Linked DNA regions of Mus musculus: region 2 is linked to region 1. A link is a contact called in public HiChIP or PLAC-seq data. All regions are on one chromosome and are shown on one strand. Each heading gives the region's core, a stretch centred on a gene start, on an enhancer-like site or on the middle of the called end of the contact. The rest is flanking DNA. Distances are from core to core; before and after follow the strand shown. Region 1 overlaps Samd4 (sterile alpha motif domain containing 4). Region 2 overlaps Samd4 (sterile alpha motif domain containing 4).

Region 1 (5,392 bases), core at 1,767-4,266:
GGTTAGTGTATGGATGCCTGTCGATACTGGAACATGTTAACCGAGTATTTGAGAACTTTCAGACAGAATACTATTTCACAGTGAGGTTGTTAAGAAAAGCCATACGAATCTGCTGTAACTTAAGTTCCCTGTGTCCCTCAGTCCACCTGCAAGACAGGATTTCTCTGTGTAATAGCCTTAGCTGTCCTAGAACTTGCTCTGTAGACCGGGCTGGCCTTGAACTCAGAGATCCGCCTGCCTCTGCCTCCTGAGTGCTGGGATTAAAGGCGTGTGTCACCGCCACCACCTGGCAAGCGTGACATTTTTTTTTCTTCAGTGGTTCTTTTTTTTTTTTTTTTAAACTTGTGCAGAATGGCATTTTATTAGTTAGCTGAGAAATAAATGAACACTTAAGCCAACTTTTCACCTTGCATGCAAGGCCCAATTTTGGTAGTCATTAACAATGAATAATAGGATTTAGGGTTGGAGCTGAAGACAGAGTGGGGAGAGAACTTGCTGTGTGGGTTCAGATCTCCAGGACCCAAGAGGTACAGGGGAAACAGGTATGGAGGTGTGTGCCTATAATCCTCGTGCTGGGAGTGGAGGCAGGCTGATGCTCAGGGCTTGCTAGCTAGTAGGTCTAGCGATTAGCAAGCTCCAGACACAGTATAAAACCTAGCAGCTACCGCTGGCCATTATACGCTCTTGCATGGGTACCACCTGTGCACACATACACACATACATGTGAGTGCACACACACATTAATAATAATAATAACAATAATAATAAATAGTAACAAATGAGATTTGAACAGATACTGAAGCTTTGTTTCTAATTTCATGCTCTTTATTTTGAGGTGAAATTTGAGACCAATCTATTAAAGCCAATTGAGGCCAAATAGTCCAGAGAACGCTTGGGAGTGAGGGTCAGATTTTCAAACCCAAGAAGTCCTTCATGCTGAGTTCATCTGTTGCTCTATCCGCCAATGAGCCAATGACCTTGACCCAGTTTCTTTAGCTTGAAAATGGAAATGGTGGTGTGTGCAGGCTGCTGTAACAGACCCAGCCCCTGATAACAACAGTACGTAGATCACTATCTGGCCTTGGGCCTTTCTTCCTCTGGGAACTCGTGCTTGTAGGTCAAAGTTCCAGGCACAGAGCAGCTCTCCCCTGTCCATGCCTTAAACACGGTGACCAGGATAGACATCTGATTGAGAAGCAGGGAGAGACTTGCTCTGTTGCCTGTGTGTGAAGACTCCTAAGGCTCTGTGGCTTCTCCCCCCCATCCCCCTTGCTGTCACCTGCTGTCCATCACAAGTCAGTGGCTGACTGACTTTCAGGTCATGTGACTCTTCCGTCACAGTTGTCATGACGGTTACCTTGTCTCCTGGGTCACTTGGCCTTAGCATGTGGTGGGCACTTTCTCTGTGCATCTTCAGCGCACCTCTTTCAAAATGGAGACAGCTACATGAGATTGGGAAGGCTCTGGGAGTCTTGACAAGGCCTACCTAGCCCCTGCCTTTCATCCTCTCTGTCCTTCATCCCTGATGATGTCTTCTCTCATCTTTCCTGCTGGCAACCGCCACCAGATTCATCTCCCCACAGTGCCACTCTGATATGACTTTGAACTCAAGAATCACCCATCATTTTACCACACGCCCCATGTGTTTTACCCTCCGACTCTCCTAATCCTTCCCTCCAGCACTGCTAAAACGTTCCATTTGCCCCTATCCCACACTCCACGATCCTCCCTCCTTCCAAAGCACCCTGTGCCACCCACATCACTCAGTCTGCAGGGGTGAAGCTCCTATGCCTTCTGAGATGGCCCAATGTCAAAAAAAAACCCAAAAAGGTTGGTGACACCCTTGCACCAGCAGGTGACAGCAAGAGAGAAGAGTAAAGAGGAGCCACTTTCTGAAACATCAGTCCTAGGAGGCAGAGAGATGATGGCGGGAGCCCCATTCCTCCAACAGATACCGTAGGTACCTGGACACTTCTACTGCCCAGCCTGGCCACTGTGTTTAGGAAAGGCATGGGACCAGGGTCTAAGTTTCCCCCAAATTCCACGCCAGTAATTGTCTTCCTTCTCTAGCTTTTACCTTTTTCGTAGAACCAAACTATAGCCTGTAATCTTGAATAAATGTTTCTTGAAAGCAAGTGAAAGAAGGAACAAAGGAAAATGTAAGACTGGCTGGCATTTCTAGGGCACTTTGTTTATTCTCTGAATCACCCCTCTTCATTCATGCCTTCTGCTATCTTTAGGAGGTAGCATATTCAGCAAGGCTGGCTGGCCAGTGAACCCTGGATCTAAACGTTTCTACCTCCTTAGCACTGAGATTACAGATATGCTATGCCAAGCTGGGCCTTTTAATGTGGGTTCGGGGTTGGAACTCAGTTCTCCATGCTAGTGTGCCACATGCTTTTCCAACTGAGCTACCTCCCCAGGCTTTGCGCGTATATTTTGATTAAGTCATGGTTTGCCTCCTGTCGATTTGAAGAGAAACGTAGTTATAAATCTTCTGTGGGCAAGTGGGAGCTGGCAGGGCTGCACAGATTGTGGTAACTACCTGGGTTTCTGTTAGATCGGAACAAACAGGACCCTTCACCTACATTTCTCTCCCGCACAGCCTGTACATTCCAGGAGCCTGAGCAAAAGGACCGTTACATAGTCAGCGTGTCCCAAACCAGAGTCCGTCAGAGAAGTCACCTTGTTGCTGTCCCCTGAGGGTCATCCAGAATGTCAGACTCTCAAGGAAGGATGGCACACACCGGTGGTCACTCTGACCAGAACAGGGTACCCAGCGTCAGGCTGGGCTGAAACCACCTGACAAAGAACATCCAATGGGGCTTCCGGTTTTCATTGAATCCGTTGTCAGTGCTGGGTTTCAGCCTCTGTAGGTGTTGATGAGAGCCATGGTAACGAGGCGAAGGAGCCGTCTGTCACTTAGTAGCCTGGAAGATGACTTTGCTAGTGCATAGAGAACACTGAACGGAGGAGAATCCCAGAGTGAGCAGACTGCACTCTGGGCGTGATGAGTCAGAGCTAGATCGTGAGGAAGTGTGCTGCAGTTTGAGGGATTCCCTGCCTGTCCCCTTCCCTAGGTGGAAGGAAACCACTTTTCCTGTGTAAAGAACATATGCAGTTTGCACCCAGACCACAGACTTGGTTTTGTGGCCATGTTGTGTGTGCCTTTAGTGTTGTGGCCCAACGGATCTTTACAGGTTAATGAAGCACAATAGCCCTTTTCTTTTAAACCAAACGTGTGCTTTGTCTCTCTGAGGGCCTCCCACCCTGCATGCTCCGTAATCTCATGGCTATCTTGGTGTATGTGTGTCTCTGTCTGTCTGTCTGTGTTTGTGTGTGTATCACATGTGTCTGTGAGTGCATACATGCGGAGGTTGTCTGATGTTTTCCTGGTCACACTCTTGTTTCATTTTGAGACAAGGTCTCTCACCGAACCCAGAACTTACTAATTCAGCTAGGCCAGTAAGCTCCTGGGGTACTCTTATCTAGACTCTCACCCAGCACGGAGATTACAGGTCCATGCTGCTGCACCCTGCTTTTTACAGGAATTTTAGAGATCCAAATTCAGGCCTTTGTCCTCCTGAGGGAAGCACTCTGTCACCTAAGCCACTGCCCTGCTCCTGTCTTGGCACTTTTATATGATCTCCATCCATTGCATTTCTAGACTCTTTGAATTATGGGGGAATAGGTTGCTGTTCAGCTGGTTTCGTGGAACGTACGTGTGTGTGTGTGTGTGTGCGTGTGCGTGTGCGTGTGCGTGTATCTTTTTACTTAAAAGGCCAAGCCACAAAGAGTACCCAGGAAGTGCAGAATGAATGGTTTCGGCTGACTAGCCTTTTTTGGCACCACAGGAGCCAAAAGAGATACTGCTGTATAGTGGATGCAGCCAACTGATCCTGGCATGGCAGAACTGCGTTCAAGCCTCCTTGCTGAGTTCTAACAGCTTTTAACCTTGGCCAAATGACTGAGCCTTGCTGAATCCCACTTCCCATCTATAAAGAAAGAGCGACAAGGTCACGTGTGCAGGATTTCAATACAGGACGAAAGTGACTAGTCTGTGCTGAACAATAATTGCAGTTGTCATGGCCATGGCTTTCAGCCCTGACATTCTGTCATTGCCACTACCTCCTGTGTGTGGAAAGAACAAAAGGGAGACTGACCACAGCCCTGCCCATCTCACAAGACACGGCTTTGTGTGGCAGGAATACCTGCAAGTGTGGCTGAAAAAAATAGCAAGCACATAGGGGTAGGAACAAAGGATGGCATGTCCCCTCACGCCAGCTGAAGTCCCTGAGCCGAATGACTCTCTCCCTTCCCTGTTTCCTTTTCTCCACTCATGAATATTGACAGGTATGCACCCAGAGTGATCTGGGGTAGAATGCACCATGAGGACCAAAATAGAATTTGGTTGGGATTCTGTTCCTTAGGAACTTCACACCTATTAGGAAAGATGAAAAATCCCACAAAGATCAAAATACTGAGGACATAAAAGAGCTACAACCAAAGGCCTGGAACTCATGGAGAAGAAATCAATGAGGAAATGAGAGTGTATCCCTATGCCTCTCCCTCCTCATCTTTCAAGCTGGTCTGAGGGTTAGCAAGACTGCTCAGCGCGTACAGGCACATGTTACCAAAACTGATGACCCGAGTTTAATCTTCAAGGCCCAGAGGTAGAAGGAGAGAACTGAGTCCTGCAAGTTGTCCTCTGAGTTCTACACATGCTTTGACACATAAGTACACTCGAGTGCAGAGACACTCACAAATATACAACACACTAAACATGCAAACCAATAAAAACAACATGGAGCTAATGACAGTATCTAGAGTTGTGTGAATTAAGAGGGACAGGCAAAGTTCATGGAGCAGACTTTGTACGTCTTTTAGTGTTCATTAAATTTGTCAAATACCAAGTACAGGACAGCTCTTGATGGGCAGTATTCTTCCAGATTGAAGGACAGAATGAGCCACGGCAGAGTCTACACTGAAGTGTAGAGTTGGGGAAAGCAGTTGGAACAAGTTGCTTGGGAAGCTGGGACAATCTTGTGGGATCTTGAGTGTCAACTCTGGAGTCCTGGACTTTACTGAACACATGACATAAGCTTAGTCCTCTGGAACCTGGCAGTCACTGTGATTGAAGCTAGAATCCAGTCTGTCTCAGGGCAAGTCTCTCCATCTTAGTGCCAGTGACTGTAACAATGAACTGGTTGCCAAGAGGCATGAGATTGAAGCTTGGACTGCCAGGGCTTAGAACCCAGGCTTGAACGGATCAATCCCTCAAGGAAGGATCCAGTAGAGTCTGAGTTGGAAACTAGGCTGCAGGGTGAGAGGTGTGTATCAGGGATCCAGTGGTGAGTGGGAAGATGGGCAGGGGGAGGGAGGAGGGAAAGAA
Region 2 (5,392 bases), core at 1,787-4,286, 120 kb after region 1:
TGGAAATGGAGTGGGGAAGAGTATTGCTAGGTGAGATATGCAAGAGACACACAGGAGGGAGGTAGAAGCCCTGCCCTGGGGAGCCTTCTCAGAACCCGGCTTCACAGTCAGGCTGCAGAAGACAGCGGACACAAGCAAGGAGAGCAAGATGGCAGCCAGCCTGTTTGTGGCTCCCCTGACCGGATTTCCCCGAGGCCCGGCTTGAAACAACCACAAGAGAGGGCTATATGGCACCAAGGGCAAGAGGAAGAAATTCCCTCCAGCAAACTTTCAGATAAACTTTGATTTGTGTATTGTTTACATAAGAATTTTAAAGGGTACATAATGTGTAGAGTGTGGATAGAACTTCTCTTCATACTATGGTTTTTTTTGTAAAAGACTGATTATTGTTATGGATTCATTCTGTCTCATCTATTTTTATAATAGCAGCAGGGTTGTCTTTTAAAAAAAAAAAAAAAACGGCTGCCAAGCTCTGCTTCTTGGGAAGGTGATTACAGTCAAGTAGGCCTCAAGTTACCGTCTTCGACCATGAGGTGGGAGGAGTGTGTGGATGGGTTTGAAGGATAAGGATGTGGCTGAGATGAACAGAGTACTAGGTGTGGACACCAGGATGATGGCGCTGTGTGATCAGTTCTGGATTTGCTCGTAGGCTATCTAGAGATGATAAACTCTGCAACCTCTTTCTGGGCTGGATTTGCATCCCACGCAAGACCTGTTTTTTGCTTCCCACCCTCCCCACAGGCTCCATCCTACCAGCCCCGGTCTCCCTCCACAGACACACACGTGGATAACAGTCCCTCTAGAGAAGGAAAGACAGGGGTTGATGGTTTTCTTTTGCATGAAGCCTGACACTGAAACATCTGTGATGGAGACTTTGCAGGAGCCTAGGCCTGGGAGTCTTATCTCTTCTCACTCCATCTCTGCCAAAGGAGAATGGCCCAGCAGTAGTGTCACAGAGAGAATGCAGAGATGCAATAGGTCCCCGTGGTCCAGCTCCACCATGGGAGGAAGAGGGGACAATGGAAACAGAAGCAGGAAAGGTTAAGTTCCTGAGAGAAGTGGTTGCTCTCTCTATGCATGTGAGTCAGAGATTTGCTGTGTTGTGGGATGGTTTATCCAACCACGCACAGAAAAGAGAAAACCCTCACACGTACATTACACAGTTCGAGATTAACTGTAACACCGTGTGGGAATAGATCTATTTCTTAAGGGCAACAAAGAATAGTTCAGAATTTAATGCAATGGAGGATATCAGAGGGAATCCAAAAGAAATTATGTGCCACACTGGAGAATTAGCTGCGTAAATGTGACAGTATGAGTGAGTAGCCGGAGGCATGATCTAGAACATAATATAAGGCCTGTCTAGTAAATGGGTAAGACAGATTCCTCTTTAAAAAAAAAAAAAAAAGTGACATTTAAAACCAGACCATGCAAATGACCTTGCCTATGGTTATTTTTTTTTTCAAGTTAATGAAGTGCACACAGATTCTAAAGGCCTTAATAAAAATCCACACAACTGTGTTTGCCTGTCAAGATTACAGGTGGACAACCGAGCCGAGCCTTGGATGCTACAACAGAGATTTCGAAGTCCTTTTACAGTGCAGGGCCAAGGACACCTTAAGAAGGTTGAGCTTTTAGTGATCATGGACGACTTGGATCATCACCCCAATCAGCACTTTATAACAACACCAGAAACAAAAGATGCAGGACACTCCTTGGGTGACCCAGTCTTGAAGATGCAAATTCACGTGCAGAAAGAGGCAGCATGTTTAATTTTTATATGTAGATAGATAGACTTTTTTTTTTTAACCAAGTGCCATTAACATTCATCCCTCGTGTCCCTTTCCAAGCTCAGTGTTGGGGAAGGAGCTGGGATGGAGGATCCCATGTCAGGCAGAACAGGTTAAAATGTCGAAGGCCAAAGGGAAGGCCAGAGGGTCTGAGGAAGTGTTTGGAGGATGCTGGAAAGGTTAACAGAGAGGAACAATAGGACTCCTCATCCTGTAGGAAAGAGAAGGTGTTTAAGTCCGCTACACGCAACGCACGTACCCATAAGGTCATGGGATATTCAGAAACCAGTTTGTGAACACAATCACACGAGTGCGAATCTTTTAAGAGGAAGAAGACCATAGAGTATATTTGCAAATCTGAATTTCTATTTATTCCTTCATTGAATATAGAAGCAATGGTTATCTGATTATTAGAGATATTATTTTGGATATGTCACTTATTAACTCGCTATGGCTGGTACCCATGATAAAGTCTGTTATTAGTAACAACAGAATTCTTTTTTTAAAAAAAAAAAGAAAAAAAGAAAAGCTTATTTTTCATTGACTGTATAGATTTATCTACTTAGTTGTGGTTTGCTATGTTAGTGTTTTTATTTTTATTTTTTAAGTTGTGTTCTGATGATTTTTAAGAACCTCCCCCCCCCCACCTTGATTTGAGTCCTGTGTTGACTACAGGTATACAGCTCAATTTAAAAATCCTAAAGCAAAGAAATTTTATTTATAAAAAAAAATTTTAAAAAGAGTCGAGCAGTTGCATGCCTGAGGCTGTGAAGTCAGGCCTTGAGCAGTGAGCTGCAGTGCCTTTTTTTGTATTTACCCATTGACCACCCCGCCCCAACACAGCTGTTTTATATTAAATAGTAAAGGTTTGAAACTTTCCGAGTAAAGTCTATTTCACTGCATAGGTTCTCCCCATCTCCACCCCACCCCACCCCCGCCCCCACCCGCACCCCAGGCGCCCTGATTTAAGCAGCATGTCTGCACTGTCTGAGACACAATGCTGGTCTACAATATCATGGGGTGATGTTTTATTGGTGCTTTTTTGTTCATAGTGTTTTCTTACCAGAAAACAGTAGGAAGAAACACAAACTATACAAGACACAACACGACGCTGCTGATGGTTTGTTTTGTGTGTTCCCCACCCCCACCTGCTTTTTGAGTTTCACTTTCTTATTACACAAATCCAGCAAGCAAAGTAGTGGCCGGTGGGTCCCGCCTGCCTGCCTGCCTAGGGCTGCTATTTGCATCAAGCGCCCAGCCTGGGTTGAGCTGAAGGTCTCTTTCTGGTACCCAGGCCGGGAGCCAGCCGCAGCTGGGCCCCACCTCCCATTCTCCCGATGCGACACTGAGGGAAACCAGAGTTTCTTTTGAGGTGTCGCTGGCTGCCTTTTACAGAGTGGGAGTCTTCTCTGGGCCTTCCTTTCCTCTGTGCCTAGTAGCTAGCTAGCGCTGGTGCAAGGTTTGTAGATCTGTGCACCCCAGAGCTGGGATGAGGGCTGAGCGAGGGAGGGGAGGAAAGTGGATTCTGTTGGGCGCCCTTCCTCTCTAGCCTGAGTGGGGAGAACCCAGGGTGCTCAGGTGTGCCTATCATAAACAGAACCTGCAGAAGGATAAGTTGTACACAGAGCTGTGATGATATCTGTGTTGGCTTTGTTTTTCAGTTTGTTTTTCTTTTCTTTTTTTACAACTCATCAGAGATGTTTGCAAAGCGACTTTTTTTTTAATCCTTTATCTTGACTTAAAGGTAAATATGTATCCCTCTGGGAGGAGCAAAAAGAAAGCAGGAGTGTTAGTGATGGCAAACAGGAGACTTCCTCCCTTATTAATATATAACCCTCATGTATTTATGCCTAACGCAAGCTGACTTTCAAAGAGCTTCCTTTCGTTGCATGCCCTGTGCAGGCATCTGTATTGTACATGCATGCCTTTTGTCCTGGTTTCCTGTATAAAGTTAGTGAACAAAGAAATATTTTTGCCTAGTTCATGTTGCCAAGCAATGCATATTTTTTAAATTTGTCATACATGGAAAGAGCATGTTTGTTACATGTGAAAGCTCTACTGATGCAGATACACTAATGTTTGAACATGCTGTTCTTTGCAAGTGTACAGTTTTCAAATGTTGTTATCAGTGACAACACCCTTGTGGTCTAAACTTGCTACAATGTATTTATTATTCATTTCCTCCCACAGAAATAAGAATCATGGCTATATTTCATATGGTTATATTGAGAGTGAAGGGAAATGATTAATACAAGGTTTTGTAACACTGGTGTGTATGCGTGTGTCTTTTCACTCTCTCTCCTCTTTTTGTAAATATGATTAACTATTTAAAAAAAAATGTCTCTTAGAAATCAGCCCTCACTGAAGAACCAACATGAACTCCACCCACGTGACCATACCACGTGACCACACCATGTGACCACACCATGTGATGCCCACCATTAGCTGCCTACTCCTTTCTGAGACAGGTTGGGGAGAGGATGAGCAGAATGAACATGGTTTGATCTGTGCCCAGAATATCCAGTGAATGTTTTGTCCAAGGTAAATGCAAACTACTACATGGTCCATAACTTCCTCCCTCACTTGACTGCCTTTGGCACATCTTGCACCTTTATCATAGCATATAGAAACTGCCACCTTGGAATCTTGGGACTTCCCCTACATGTGGTTTGGACCCCATTCTAACACTTGTAACTCCAATATAATGACATATAATACATGGTAAGCTCTGAGTACTGGGTGGTTAAGAGTATGAGTGGAGAGGCAGACTTTAGATTGACATCTGGCTTCAGCATCCTCTAGCTATGTAATGAGGGCAACACTCTTAACCTCTTGACCTATGATGACTCGACCTTTATGTCTTTGGACCTCCAAGCCAAAGAGAAGTGAAGACAAAACATGAGACAGAGGCTATTCCCACCTGCAACCTTGCAACCACAGAGGTCTCTAAGATAGCCTCACTCGAGACGGGATCAATGAAGTCTTAGTGTTCAGTTGCTGTGAAAAGACACCACAACCACGGCAACTCTTACTAAAGAAAAACATTTAATTGGGGCTGGCTTATGGGTTCAGAGGTTTAGTCCATTACCATCATGGCAGGCAATCTGGCAGCACACAGAGCAGACATGGTGCTGGAGAGGCAGCTGAGAGTTCTACATCTGGATCTGCAGCAGGAAGAGTGACACTGGGCCTGGCTTGAGCTTCTGAAGCCTCAAAACCTACTTCAACAGGGCCACACCTCTGATAATGCCACTCCCTATAAGTCTATGGGGGGCATTTTCATTCAAACCACCACAAATGACCACACAGCAACTCCCCTTTCTTCGGGCTCAACAGTTTAAAACACATTTTTTTTTAAAAAAAATCTAAATTGGTGCTTGAAAGCATACAGAAATACCTCATACCCTAAGATTAAAAAAAATGAAATTCCTCATAAAGTTAAATCTTTATAACTCAAATGAGCAATAAGACAGACACACAAGAAAATATTGGACCTTGCTTTTAAATGTACAGAATGGGAAGAAACGAATATTAGAGACCAGGGCTCAGGGGAGCGGGTGGTTAGCACTGCCTGGAGTAGAGCTGGGCCAGCTGATCCTGGC

Evidence for each region. HiChIP or PLAC-seq counts read pairs in DNA pulled down with a chosen protein or histone mark.
Region 2: a BATF HiChIP or PLAC-seq map of CD8 T cells shows a contact between it and region 1, with 7 read pairs. The contact joins two enhancer-like sites. A contact is called at or near these places in 2 of 115 datasets of contacts at active chromatin or transcription factors (CD8 T cells and pancreatic cancer cells) and 1 of 9 other capture datasets (adipose tissue).

Annotation. Positions count from the first base shown.
Region 1 is chr14:46,978,300-46,983,691 of GRCm38.p6, forward strand. The region is part of intron 2 of Samd4 (sterile alpha motif domain containing 4); the gene reads left to right. Among named protein-coding and RNA genes, the nearest start is that of Mir378c, 26 kb to the left of the region's middle. Within about 2 kb of position 3,017, at least 70 of the 459 cell types and tissues checked have an H3K27ac peak or open chromatin away from gene starts, as enhancers often do. A contact at or near this core is called in CD8 T cells, where this site is marked.
Region 2 is chr14:47,101,760-47,107,151 of GRCm38.p6, forward strand. It overlaps Samd4 (sterile alpha motif domain containing 4), which reads left to right. Exons shown (of 13, transcript NM_001037221.2): 13 at 1-4,058. The region is part of intron 3 of Gm10371 (predicted gene 10371); the gene reads right to left. Among named protein-coding and RNA genes, the nearest start is that of Gm10371, 12 kb to the right of the region's middle. Within about 2 kb of position 3,037, at least 80 of the 459 cell types and tissues checked have an H3K27ac peak or open chromatin away from gene starts, as enhancers often do. A contact at or near this core is called in CD8 T cells, where this site is marked.